Linked DNA regions of Sarcophilus harrisii: region 2 is linked to region 1. Evidence: chromatin contacts called from public Hi-C data. All regions are on one chromosome and are shown on one strand. The core of a region is the stretch at or near the end of the contact, and the rest is flanking DNA. Distances in the headings are between cores, read along the strand shown.

Region 1 (5,484 bases), core at 2,072-4,571:
AGAGACTCGAAAGGTTCAGAGTTTGCTACATGTCTCTCAGATTGGCTAAGAGGACAGGAAAAGATGATGACAAATGTTGGAAGGGATATGGGAAAACTGGGACACTGAAACATTGCTGGTGGAACTAAACAGACCCAACCATTCTGGAAAGCAATTTGGAACTATGCTCAAAAGATTACAAAGTGTGCCTACCCTTTGACCCAGCAATGTTTCTATTGGGCTTGTACCCCAGAGATCTTAAAGGAGGGAAAGGCAGCTGTATGTGCAAAATGTTTGTGGCAGCCCTTTTTGAAGTGACTAGAAACTGGAAATTGGATGTCCATCAATTGGAGAATGGCTGAATAAATTATGGTATGTGAATGTTATGGAACATTACTGTTCTGTTAAGAAATGAGCAGCAGGATGATTTCAGAGAGGCCTACATGAAGTGATGCTAAGTGAAATGAACAGAACCAAGAGATCACTATGCATGGCAACAAGACTATATAATGATCAACTCTGATGGACTTGGCTCTCTTCAACATAAAGTTGATTCAAATCAGTTCCAAGTGTCCAGTAACGAAAAGAGCAATCTACATCCAGAGAGAGGACTATGGGAACCAAGTATGGACCACAACATAGCATTTTCACTGTTACTGTTTGCTTGCATTTTTGTCTTCCTTCTCGGGTTTTTTTTTTTCTTTTTAGATCCGATTTTTCTTGTGCAGCAAGATAACTGTATAAATATGCATACATATATTGGATTTAACATGTATTGGACTACCTGCCATCTAGGGGAGGAGGTGGAGGGGAAAATTTGGAACAGGTTTTGTAAGGATCAGTGTTGAAAAAATTACCCATGCATGTTTTGTAAATAAAGATAAAACACAAAGTTCAGTGTTTGCCCAGGATTGCAAAACCAGGCAAAATTTAAACCATCACATACCAAGCTTGACTAGTCAATGATAATGGTTTTCAGTTAAAGAATGAATCTGTGACCTCTAGAAGAAAACTCAACTTTCTTCTAATTAAAAAAATGGAGAAAAATGAAGATCATGTAAAAATATAAAGCAGCACCAGCTATAAACATAATAGTTTTAAACTTTACAATTTTTAAAGTTCATTCAAATGAGTCTCATTTGATGGTTAATGCTATAAAGCCTGCGTAGGCTTTAAATTTATAAAGGAGAAAACTGAAGTACTTAAGCAATTTAAATTAGCAAAACTAGTTAGTGATCAAACAGGAATTAAAAGATACATTTTGAGCTAGCACAACTATTTTCTAAGAACCAGGCACTATGGTAAAAAAGAAACCAAGAAAACACTTGAAAAGCCCTGGAAGAACTCACCTGACTAGGGGGTAGAGACAGAAGCAGGCAAGGTCAGAATAAAAAGGTACAAGGAAGGAAGGAATATATTGGGGCAGGAAAGACTAACATAAGGTGGTAACCGAGGAACTCAGAAGGCAGAGATGAAGCGATGAAGAGACATTCCAAACTGGAGGATAGTCATCGAAAAGGCATGGTGTTGGGAGGTGAAATGTCAGATGTCATTAGTAAATGGGCCAATGCTGTTGGATCATCAAGAATATGTTAAAGTGGCAAGGTAGTAGCTTAAAATGCCAAAAAAAAGGAATAACAGGAAGTCTATGGAGTTCACTGAGTGGAGGGAAATAAGAACAGACCTATGCTTTAGGAAAATGAGGATATTTTGGAATTAAGTCTATTCTGGTAACCTTTAATACTGGGCAGTTAGATCGTGCTACCTACAATGAGGAAGGAACTTACTACTTACACTAACTTACTAGCTGTGTCACCCTGGGCAATTCATTTGATCCCTTCATCTTAAGTTTCCTCATTTGTAAAATAAGGATAAAAATAGCACCTAACTTCCAAAGTTGTTGTGAAAAGCAAATGAGACTGTAGATATAAACCATTTAACACAGTGCCCAGTACACAATATGCACCAAATAAATGCTGGCTATAATTTTTTACCCCTCAATGGGCAGAATGGACAAGTTAAGTTTCTGGAATTATTTCAAACATTCCCAAATTCCACCAAGGAACTGGACAAATTTTAAAATTGAATCACTGCCTACCCTTCTCCCACTGTACCTGCATGGCTTTCATGACATGGAGATTGGGCACATTCTTGTCTGCCAGCTCAGGGTGCTTTGGCATGTGGACATCCTTCTTGGCTACCATTACACCCTCCTTAAAAAGGAGTTCATAGATGGCAATTCGGTTCTTCTTAGGCATCAACATCTAAAAGACAATAATAAAAAGCCTGAGAAATATAGCCAATTACTGGACAAACACCTCTAGACAATTCTGTCACCTAAGAAGCCCAAGACTGCCTCCAAATCAAGTTCTAAATTTTAAAACATATCTGCAGAGTAGCTAATCTTCACACTCCATGCAGCTTAACCTTCATTCTAAATCCTTAGCAATAAAAAAAATTATTCCATGCAACTAGTTGGTTGAATCAAGTGCTTGGAAGCAGCCCATTTATACCAGGATAAAAGCAGCGACTAAAAAAAGAAAAACGCCATTTTAGATAAGTTTCATTTTCATTTCCCCCAGTTTCTTGACTATACCTGTCCAATTTCATATAGAAAAATCAAGAGTCAAGTTCACGCAGTAATAAATAGGGATGACGATCCCTAGATATGGTGTCAAAATATGTGGATGCAAATTCTGCCGGCGAGTTTCAGAATCTGACTTTCCCAATTTGGAAAACAGAAGGAACTGGAGTGGATAATTGTTCCTCTGGTTCCAAACCCCAAAATCTCCACCTACGTCCTTATGACCGATCCTTTAACCTAACCCCAGAGCCCGCCAAGTCCAAACGGAAGCCTCCCGCTTCTCCAGCCTCCCGCCCCGCGCCCCGTGCCCGGCTCTACTCCCAGGCAGGAAAGGAGGGCTCCGGGGCCGAGACTGGGCCAAGTACCTTTCCCTAGAGAAGAGCCGGGTGAGCGTGCCTCCCATCCCCCGCAGGGCCTCGGGGTCCCAAATACGGGCCGCGGCCTGGCCCGCTCTCCCCCTCTTGCCGGGCTGGCTTCCACCCCAATGCCATCGGGCTTCCTTTCTTGCGTCCCAAAAATAAAGGCACTCTGGAGGGTAGGAACGTTCGCAGATCCAAGGCCACGTGCGCCCGGGGATGTCGGCGCCGAGATGGGCCCGATGCGGTGCGGATTAAAGAAAAGGCCCCAAACTCGGCTTACCTTGGCGGAGGCGACGGGTGCTGCTCTACACGGAGCCCGGGATAGAAAGGAAAGAGCATGCGCAGCGCGGCTTCTCTTCCGGGCTTCGCTAAGGACCCTATAAATGACGTCAGGAGCAGGAGCGCCTTGGGTGTCTTCGTCAATGCCTGATTGAAAGCTTCCAGGGAATCTTAAGGGCACCTTTTCATGACCTTCCGCCGTTAGTTTCCTTTAAATGATGCAAGCGTGCGCTCTCTAAGGAAAAGCATCCGGATGACCAGCCCTCTCTTCAAGAAAAAAATCCCATTGGAAGGTTTAGTCCTGTAGAGAACGCACAGGGGATAAAAGAGAAGATTTCCGCGCACAGAGAATGCTAGGAAGTGAAATGGAGACTGTGGCTGGCGCTGACTTTTCTTAAGATTCCCTGCTGAACCTTTTTTGATCGAGTACAGTTATGGAATCATGGAGCAATTGAGACTCTCTCAAGTTACCCTCCATAATGAATTTCACCCATTTTTTTTTTCTGTGCCATATAGTATATTGTTTTTTCCACCTACTTGTCTTAGTTTTTTTTTAGACTAATTTAATAACCAAAAGAAAAATGATCTCTTTTGATTTGGGCATGAGTTTTCCTTCTTTCTAAATGAAGACATCACAAAGAAATTTTGAGAAAGATAGGTTTTATATGAAGGCGCTTTGTGCTTTTGGTCACCAGTTAAAGTATATATTATGGATGCAAAAAAGCGCTAGGCTGCTAAAAGGTAGCAGCATTTCATTGCCTACATTGATTCCTTTCTAGTAATGTGGTAGACTAGCATATTTTTGCTTAGAATTCCAGACAATTAAAAAAAAAAGTTATCCTCCAAGCACAGAGAGAGAAGAAAAAACATATTGGATAAAACCCTCCTTTTCAAATAGTGGCCAGAGAGAAAGGGAAAGGAAAAAAAAAAAACTACCACTAATTCATATAACATCAACAAGAACCCTGGACAAAAGAGTTAGAGATCCCTCAGTATAAATTTATTTTTTGTTTTTTTTCCCCCAAATGCAAAATATAGAAATGATATCACCCCTTACTTATCCATAGCAAGAATGTATATAGAATTGTTCTTTGTCCCAGCTCCATTTCAGTTTGCCTGGACTCAAATACATGTATTAGTTTTTACTCATGTTAAATAACTGCACAAAAGAGCCAAGATTTTTTTTTATTACTTTTTGGATTGTTCACAAACATTTCCTATATAATTCAACATTTAAAAGAGATTTTAAATTTAAAACATCTTTCTTCTTAATGTCTTTTAATACAGATTTAATTCTGGATAAAATTTCCTTGCAGTTGTTAATTCATGCAATATGTCCTTATGATGAGGTTTGAATGCTCTCAGTTCCTGGTGGTCATGGGGTTAGTGGCAATAAGAGAGCTATTAAATATCCCCTTTATAGGCTGCAGGTTTAAAAGTGAAAGAATTCACTTATTCCCAAATTATTAATTGCAAAATGAAAGTTTTGCATTGAAAATTGAAATCAGTTTGCTAAGGGACTGACTTCTATAGTGGCAAAGATCTATTGGGAAATGGAATTTGGTGCTGAGAATGCTTTCTCAGTGGGCAGAAGGGTCCTGGCAGCTTAGCTCTAGAAGTTGTTATATTGGATATCTTGGTTGGGGCTGGGACAGCCCAAGCTGATCAGACCAGGGATTCCTCAATTGAATGAGAATTTAAAATTTGTATGGGAGTTGATTAGTCCTTGAATAGTAAGTATTGCTTCTCTTATCCTTAGTCTCTAGACTTCTTGGAGCCTGGGAGATCCTGATCTCTGAGATCAGAAAAGGGGATACAATCTTTAAGAGTGATCATCTTAAAGGGAACAGTTTCCCTCCCTTTTCACTTATACTAATCAAGAAGTATAATAGGTCATCTGTCAATTTGTTTAAAGAGGAAAGTGTAGGCAGAGTATCTCCTTTCAAGAAGAGAAGAACTTTGGAGTTTTCAGAAAAGTTCATCCAACACCATTGAGAACCTGTTTCTCTAATTTTTCTCCCTGGTACCATGCATATCTACCTGGGGCACATTCAGTATTCTTATATGGCATTCAGAGCCATTGCTAGAGCTTGCTCCAGTAAAGCAGCCTGCCAACAGTGCAGCAGATAGATGATCCATCAATTAGTTCTCACTCTTGATACATGATACCTCCTGTTCTGATCAGACATTTTCTAAATGATCCTTCTAATGCCACCATTACCCTCTACTCTTTTCTTGCACTAGAGTCATTTACTGTTCATATTCTACACTCCATTTCCATCC
Region 2 (5,845 bases), core at 966-3,465, 130 kb before region 1:
GATCTTTAGTACCCTACGAAGTGGGGAAACTGAGGCACAGAGCCTCGCACTACACCGACATTAAGTGACTAAAGCATAATCTGAACACCAGTCCTGACCTAGCTTCCAGTATTCTGTCCAGTGCGCCACCTAGCTGTCCAATTGAAGAGGTCCCCAGGCTGAAGTAGCATCACCTCCCAAAACAATGCTGCCTTCACCTGTCCCTCTTCCCCCTCCATCAGGAAGAGCTGCCTGCTTCCCTTTGTACCTAAACAAGCACTTACCGTTTCTTCTTCTGGATGTACATCATCTGCAATAAAGACAAAATACACTAGATGGGGGTTAGAGGGCTGGTCACCCCCCCTCCCCAATTCCCACCTCCAACATCCTTCCATCACCCTAGGAAGAGTCTTTGGGATAATGAGAGGTACAAGGAGGGATAAGGATAAGGGCTTCTCTCCTTACCACAGCCACCACCACTCCTACTAGGGTGATGAGGAAGAAGGGGCCAAGCACATAGCCCACCATGGAATCGCTGGCAGCCCTGGGGGCGCTAGGTGCAGTCGTGTTACTCATCACACCAGCAGCTAGGGCAGGGGCAGGAACAGCAGGGAGGAGCCGTCAGCATGGGGCACTTCGGGAGGGACACATCCACCTGGGTCCCTGGGGTCAGGAGCACAAAAGTTCTCCATTTCATTCAGGGTGCAATTCAAACCTTGAACCCCTCCAGGAGGCTGACCTTAACCTTGCCCTTTCCCTACCCGAGGCCTCAGGACGCTGTGCAAGAACAATAATAATACTAACTCACATTTCTATGGGGCTTTCGGATTTATAAATTTCTCACGACAGCACTTTGAGGCAGAAAGGTGGAAAGGTAGGGTTTTAAAACAAATACAAATAGGAAAATCACCTTTTTACAGTGGAGGAAACTGAGGCCCAAAAAGAAACTTGTTCAGGGGCCACAAAACCAGTAAGTGGCAAAACAGCTTCAAATTCAGATGTCTCTCCTAATCCACTAATAGAATGTACCACACCTGGGTTCAAATCCCATAGGTGTGGTCTCAACCAGAGAAGTCATACATAACCTTCTCTGGAGCCTGTGGTCTTTCTTTTTTATCTTTTAAATGAAAAAGTTGAACTACCGAGTTCATCGGTCTAAGATTCTGTCCGCTTCTTAAAATACTCTGTCTTTGTTCCACTCCCCACTTCAGACTTTTAATTCAAGACTACGAGGGACGGCGGTGTGCAGGTTCTAAGTGCCAAGAGGGAAACCCTACCTCATAAGTAAGGGGTGCTGGAACCCACCTGACGACACACGTTTCACCCCCACCTTCTGGGACCAAGGCCAGACTGGGCTGGAGAAGCTCATAGGAGCACCCTCAGAGTCATTTCCAAGAAGAGCACCAAGTTGGCAGCCCCACCCACTCCCGAAGCCACCTCTGGGGGATGGCAAGATACACCTTCATCCCAGCAAAAGACAGCCCGCCCCTAAGGCTTGGAAGAAGCGCCACAAGACCAGGGCCGGAAATTTGGGGTGGGCTTAGAGAAGGGATGATGTCATGATCTCCCATGTAGCACCCTCAGTGTGGCATGAGGTTGGACAGTGAGGGGAGGGGCCTAGGGACGAGCAGCATCAACATGACCCAGCCCCCAGTTCCGAAAATCCCGAGGACGTCCGGAGCAGGTGACATCACACCGAGATGGGGGAGGAGGCCCTCAGGCTCATGCAGTCAGTGTCTCCGGGCAGCTTCCAGAAGCAGCGCGCCCCACCCTCCAAGTTCCCGGCGGGCAGGGCGTGCGGGGCTGGCCCCCGTGTTTCTCCGGCCCGGCCCACACATCCCCGCCTCCCCAGCTCTGCACAGCCCGGCCTGGTTCTGGGCACCTGGGCCTGCTCTGCCCCGGAGCCACTTCCCTTCCAGTGCACCTGCTCATCTTCTCTCACTTCCCGCAGTCCGAGCGCCTCCGGACGCTCCGGGGCCGGGTGGGAGGGGAATGGGGTGCAGTGCTCCGGGGGAGCCAGACAGCGGCCTCTGTCCGAGCAGGCCTCTGCGCTCCGGGTCTCGGACACCGGGCCCGCGCTCTGCAGCCCCCCGGGGCTGCCAAACGGCCTTACCTCCCGCGGCTGTGCCCCAGCTTACGCGGCCTCCTCAAGGCTGCACGCAAGGACCCCCCGCCACCCCCACCCGCCCCCCGGAAGCCGCCGGAGCAGCGCATGACGCGGGGCCCCGGGTAAATGGGCGGGGCCCAGAAGCCAGGCAGCAGCCAATCCGAAGGGAGGAGATGGGCGAGGCCTGAGATGTAAAAAGCACGGCCAGCCCCAAATGGAAAAAGGGGCGGAGTCTCTGAGCCACCAATTACAAAGAAAGAGAAGGAGGGGGCGGGACCAACTTGCTCCCGGAGGACGGAAGCGGAGGGCGCGGCTGTGAGCCGCAGGGGCCAGAACGAGACGTCAGGGGGCAGCAGAGGGCTGCAGAGCCCGAGAGGGTTAGGGGAGGGTCAAGGAGGAAGGGAGGGGGAAAGAGAAGAGAGAGAAACCTGTTTTCCCAGCATCCTTTGAGACTGGCAAAGAAAATGGAGATGCTACGGCGTCCGTTCTCCTGCAGTTTCCAGGATACCCTCCGCACCTTCACCTAGAAATAATAGCAGCTGGGAAACTGTTATGGGAGAGGAGAAGGAAAACTTAACCGAATTTCCAACAAAATATATAAACTAACCCCGCCCCTCCCCCCGAGTATCTCCTGGTGGCTCGCCTTTGGCAGCTCCCCAAGCCTATCTGACTCATTAATCTGCCCCCAGTGGATCCAGTGGATCCTGCTTTCCACGGTAAACAGACCTTGGCCTTTGGGGCGCAGAGAGACACCCCTGCCCGTTGCTATGTTCTTAGGAGGGATTTGCCTGCTAGTCCAGGATGGACCACGGACTGAATTCATCCTTTCCATCTGCGGCACCCAGGAAGGAAGAGAGGGCGAGGCAAAGAATGGCAATAACGGCTCATACTTTTGTACATTTACTCAAACTGATTTTTACAAAGCTGGAAAAGGGCCTTTCCCCGGTCCGACACTCTCATTTTATGAATAAGGGAAAAGACCCCCACCCCCCCACCCCCATAGGTGACTTGTCTGAATTCACATACGTAAAGGACAAGAGACCACTCAAGAACGCTTACAGATAAGGGGTTTGTTAACACCACTGCTACTTTTCAGTGGGGTCTTCTTTTGTGAAGATGCAGTTCCTGCCCTCAGGGAGCTTCCAGTCTAATAGAACAAGAACGGAAGGTGTTAGGGCAAAAATGGGTGATTATATAGCAGTTCCCCTCCAGAGTGTAGATAGTAGGCAAAGGATGCACTGAAAAGAATATTGGAGGCACATGTAATTATTACATGTTGTATATGTGTGTATATTTATATATACATATGTGTATTACATATGTTATGTATCTAGATATAAACACACATGCAAGGTGCTCCAAAAGTCTTAATGTAATTTTAAACCTTCATGTCTCAGAACCGAACTAAGACTTTTGGAACACACTGTGTAATGGTTACAGAACAGATCATCCAAGCTGCAAGGAATCCTAGAAGCTGCACGGTTGAATCTGTTCCTTTATTGGGGGAGAAGCAGAAGGTAGTGAGTCATCCCCAGAGGGATGCAAGCTCAGAGTCAATGATAGGACAAAAGTGAAACAATTACCCCCGGGGACTTCAGAAATAGTATCTTATAGAAACTGGCATCTGAGATGAGCTTTGAATGAAATTAGGGAATTGAAGATACAGAAAGAATTTGTTCCAGTCATGGAGAAGAACACGGATGAAAGCATGGAGCCGAAAGATGATATTCTAAGTACATTTATTAGACTTAATAAGGCAGGACAAAAAAAATGTAGGAATCCTTCCCAGGTAACACATGAATTTTATTATTTTTTAAAATTCACACATTTTATTTTGATGTATTCTCTTCCAATAATTTCCACAAAATATCTACTTTTTCATTTAAAAAAGTTATGAAAAACTAATAGCTTGATTGTAACATTGTATGTTACTTTCTGGTTTTTTGTCAGCAATTACTGCAATGGCAATGTGCATTGTTTTTGATCTGAAGTTTATATATTTTGTTTTGATATCACCTTCTTGTGTAAGTTTAACTCTCTATTACTCAGAAAAACAATCAATATAAAGATTGAAAAAAAATTAGGAAAGGGAGGGGATAAGCTGTTTAGCAAAACCAGCCAACCTATCAACCAGATCTGATGTATTTTATATACACAATAAAGATTCACATATGCAAAAGTCCACATCTAAGTTGTGTTTTTTTAATCAAATACTTTTGCTTTTTTCAAATTCAATTTTATTTTATGTTCAGTTCTTAATTCTCTCTCTGTCATCTTCCTTTTCCTCCACCCCACCCACTGAGCAAGCAATTTTGTTTACATCAAATTATCTTTTAAGAGGAATATTTACTTAAAAGATACATAGCAAGACTAAACATATAAACATGTCCCTCCAATATTCAGGTACTTTTTTCTTAGCTGTTCTAAAATAAATTGCAATTAAAATAAAGCTTCTTAACATTCCATTAGGCTTTTATTTTTATTTTTAAAATAAACCTTAAACTCGGCTTCATGAGTTTTCAAGAAACTAATCAGTAACTGTTACACTTGGAATATAGCACAACCTCTTGTCGTCTATGTTCTTAATAGTAATCTACTGTAATTTATAGCATTATAAAAATAGAAGAAGAAAATACCGTTAAGTACAAATCAGAAAGGAGCAACAAGGAGTTTGTTGCCAATCTCCAAGCTGCTGCAGAGAGACTAATCAAGCTCCAATCATCATTTACCCCTCTCCAAAAAAAAAAAAAAAAAAAAAAAAGAGGAATAAGTAAGGATGTACCAAACTGATGGTTGTAATGTCCAGGCTAGCTTTCTGGAGGTCCTCAGGAAGAGCTTTGGGACCAGCCTTGGTCTCAGCAGAATAATCATCAAGAGAATAGTCAGGAATAAAGTCCAAAGTCTTTATTGTCTCCTTCAGTCTCTGAATTGAACCAGTCTGTTCCACAGTCCCTTCCAGCAGTCGACTGTCTCTAGTTTCTTCCAGCAGTCTTCCAGTCTGCCAGTCTCCCCCATAGTGCAGGAGGCAGGAGAGCCACCATGAGGCTGATCAAAGATGGAATGTCTGTGGCTGACTTTGTCCTCAATTTAAAGAGCCTTTTACAAATGACATCAATTGTAGAACTATTACATCACCATACTAAGTATATGTAAAGTAGATAACCATTGTCTCATCAATTGCACTGAGTTAACACCTTGTTTCAAATATACTTCTCTACAGATGATGACCCTTCAATAGTTAGGGAATAATTTCCCCTCCCCGCACAGCTCAGGGTTCAGAGAAATTTATTACATAGTTTAGCTCAGTTTCTTCAAAGTGCTAGTCCCATCAAGTTCAAGTTTAAAGTCCCACCAGTCTAGCATCTCAGACCTTTTTCCCACATCGATCCCTTCCTAGGAGGGATCCAACATCCAGTCTAGAATTCTGGTCTGTGAAATCCCTATGACTCAAACTCCCAGTTCGAGACACCATCACATGTAGAATTGAAAAGGACAAATGGAAACAATATGAAAACTTCAAGTCTGTTTCTTGGGGCAACATGACCTGGGGTCAGAGGAAGAGAAGTAGCTTTTCCCAATTATTTCAAGGAGTTACCTGCTGTGAATTAATGAGTCATTCTCCCCTAGATGCAAATGCAAGAAAGAAGCAGGGTACGGAACTAATGGAGAGGATGCTTCCACGATAGGCCAACCCAGAAGGTGTACAGATGGACCAGATCTCTGTAACTCCCAGAAGCAGGTCTCCCAAAAGAAAAAATG

What was found. A called contact is a pair of places that touch in the nucleus more often than the background predicts.
Region 2: a contact with region 1 is called in a Hi-C map of heart, with 6 times the contacts expected there. The contact joins the promoter of SMIM29 here to the promoter of LOC100923620 in region 1. A contact is called at or near these places in 2 of 3 Hi-C or Micro-C datasets (fibroblasts and heart).

The regions. Positions count from the first base shown.
Region 1 is chr4:282,329,304-282,334,787 of mSarHar1.11, reverse strand. LOC100923620 (40S ribosomal protein S10) reads right to left here and starts at 3,321. Exons shown (of 6, transcript XM_003770720.4): 1 at 3,203-3,321; 2 at 2,094-2,243. The coding sequence starts at 2,243.
Region 2 is chr4:282,457,828-282,463,672 of mSarHar1.11, reverse strand. It overlaps SMIM29 (small integral membrane protein 29), which reads right to left and starts at 2,215. Exons shown (of 5, transcript XM_031965042.1): 1 at 1,904-2,215; 2 at 445-642; 3 at 264-310. The coding sequence starts at 555. LOC111720993 (a small nucleolar RNA gene) reads right to left here and starts at 4,879; the gene lies at 4,735-4,879.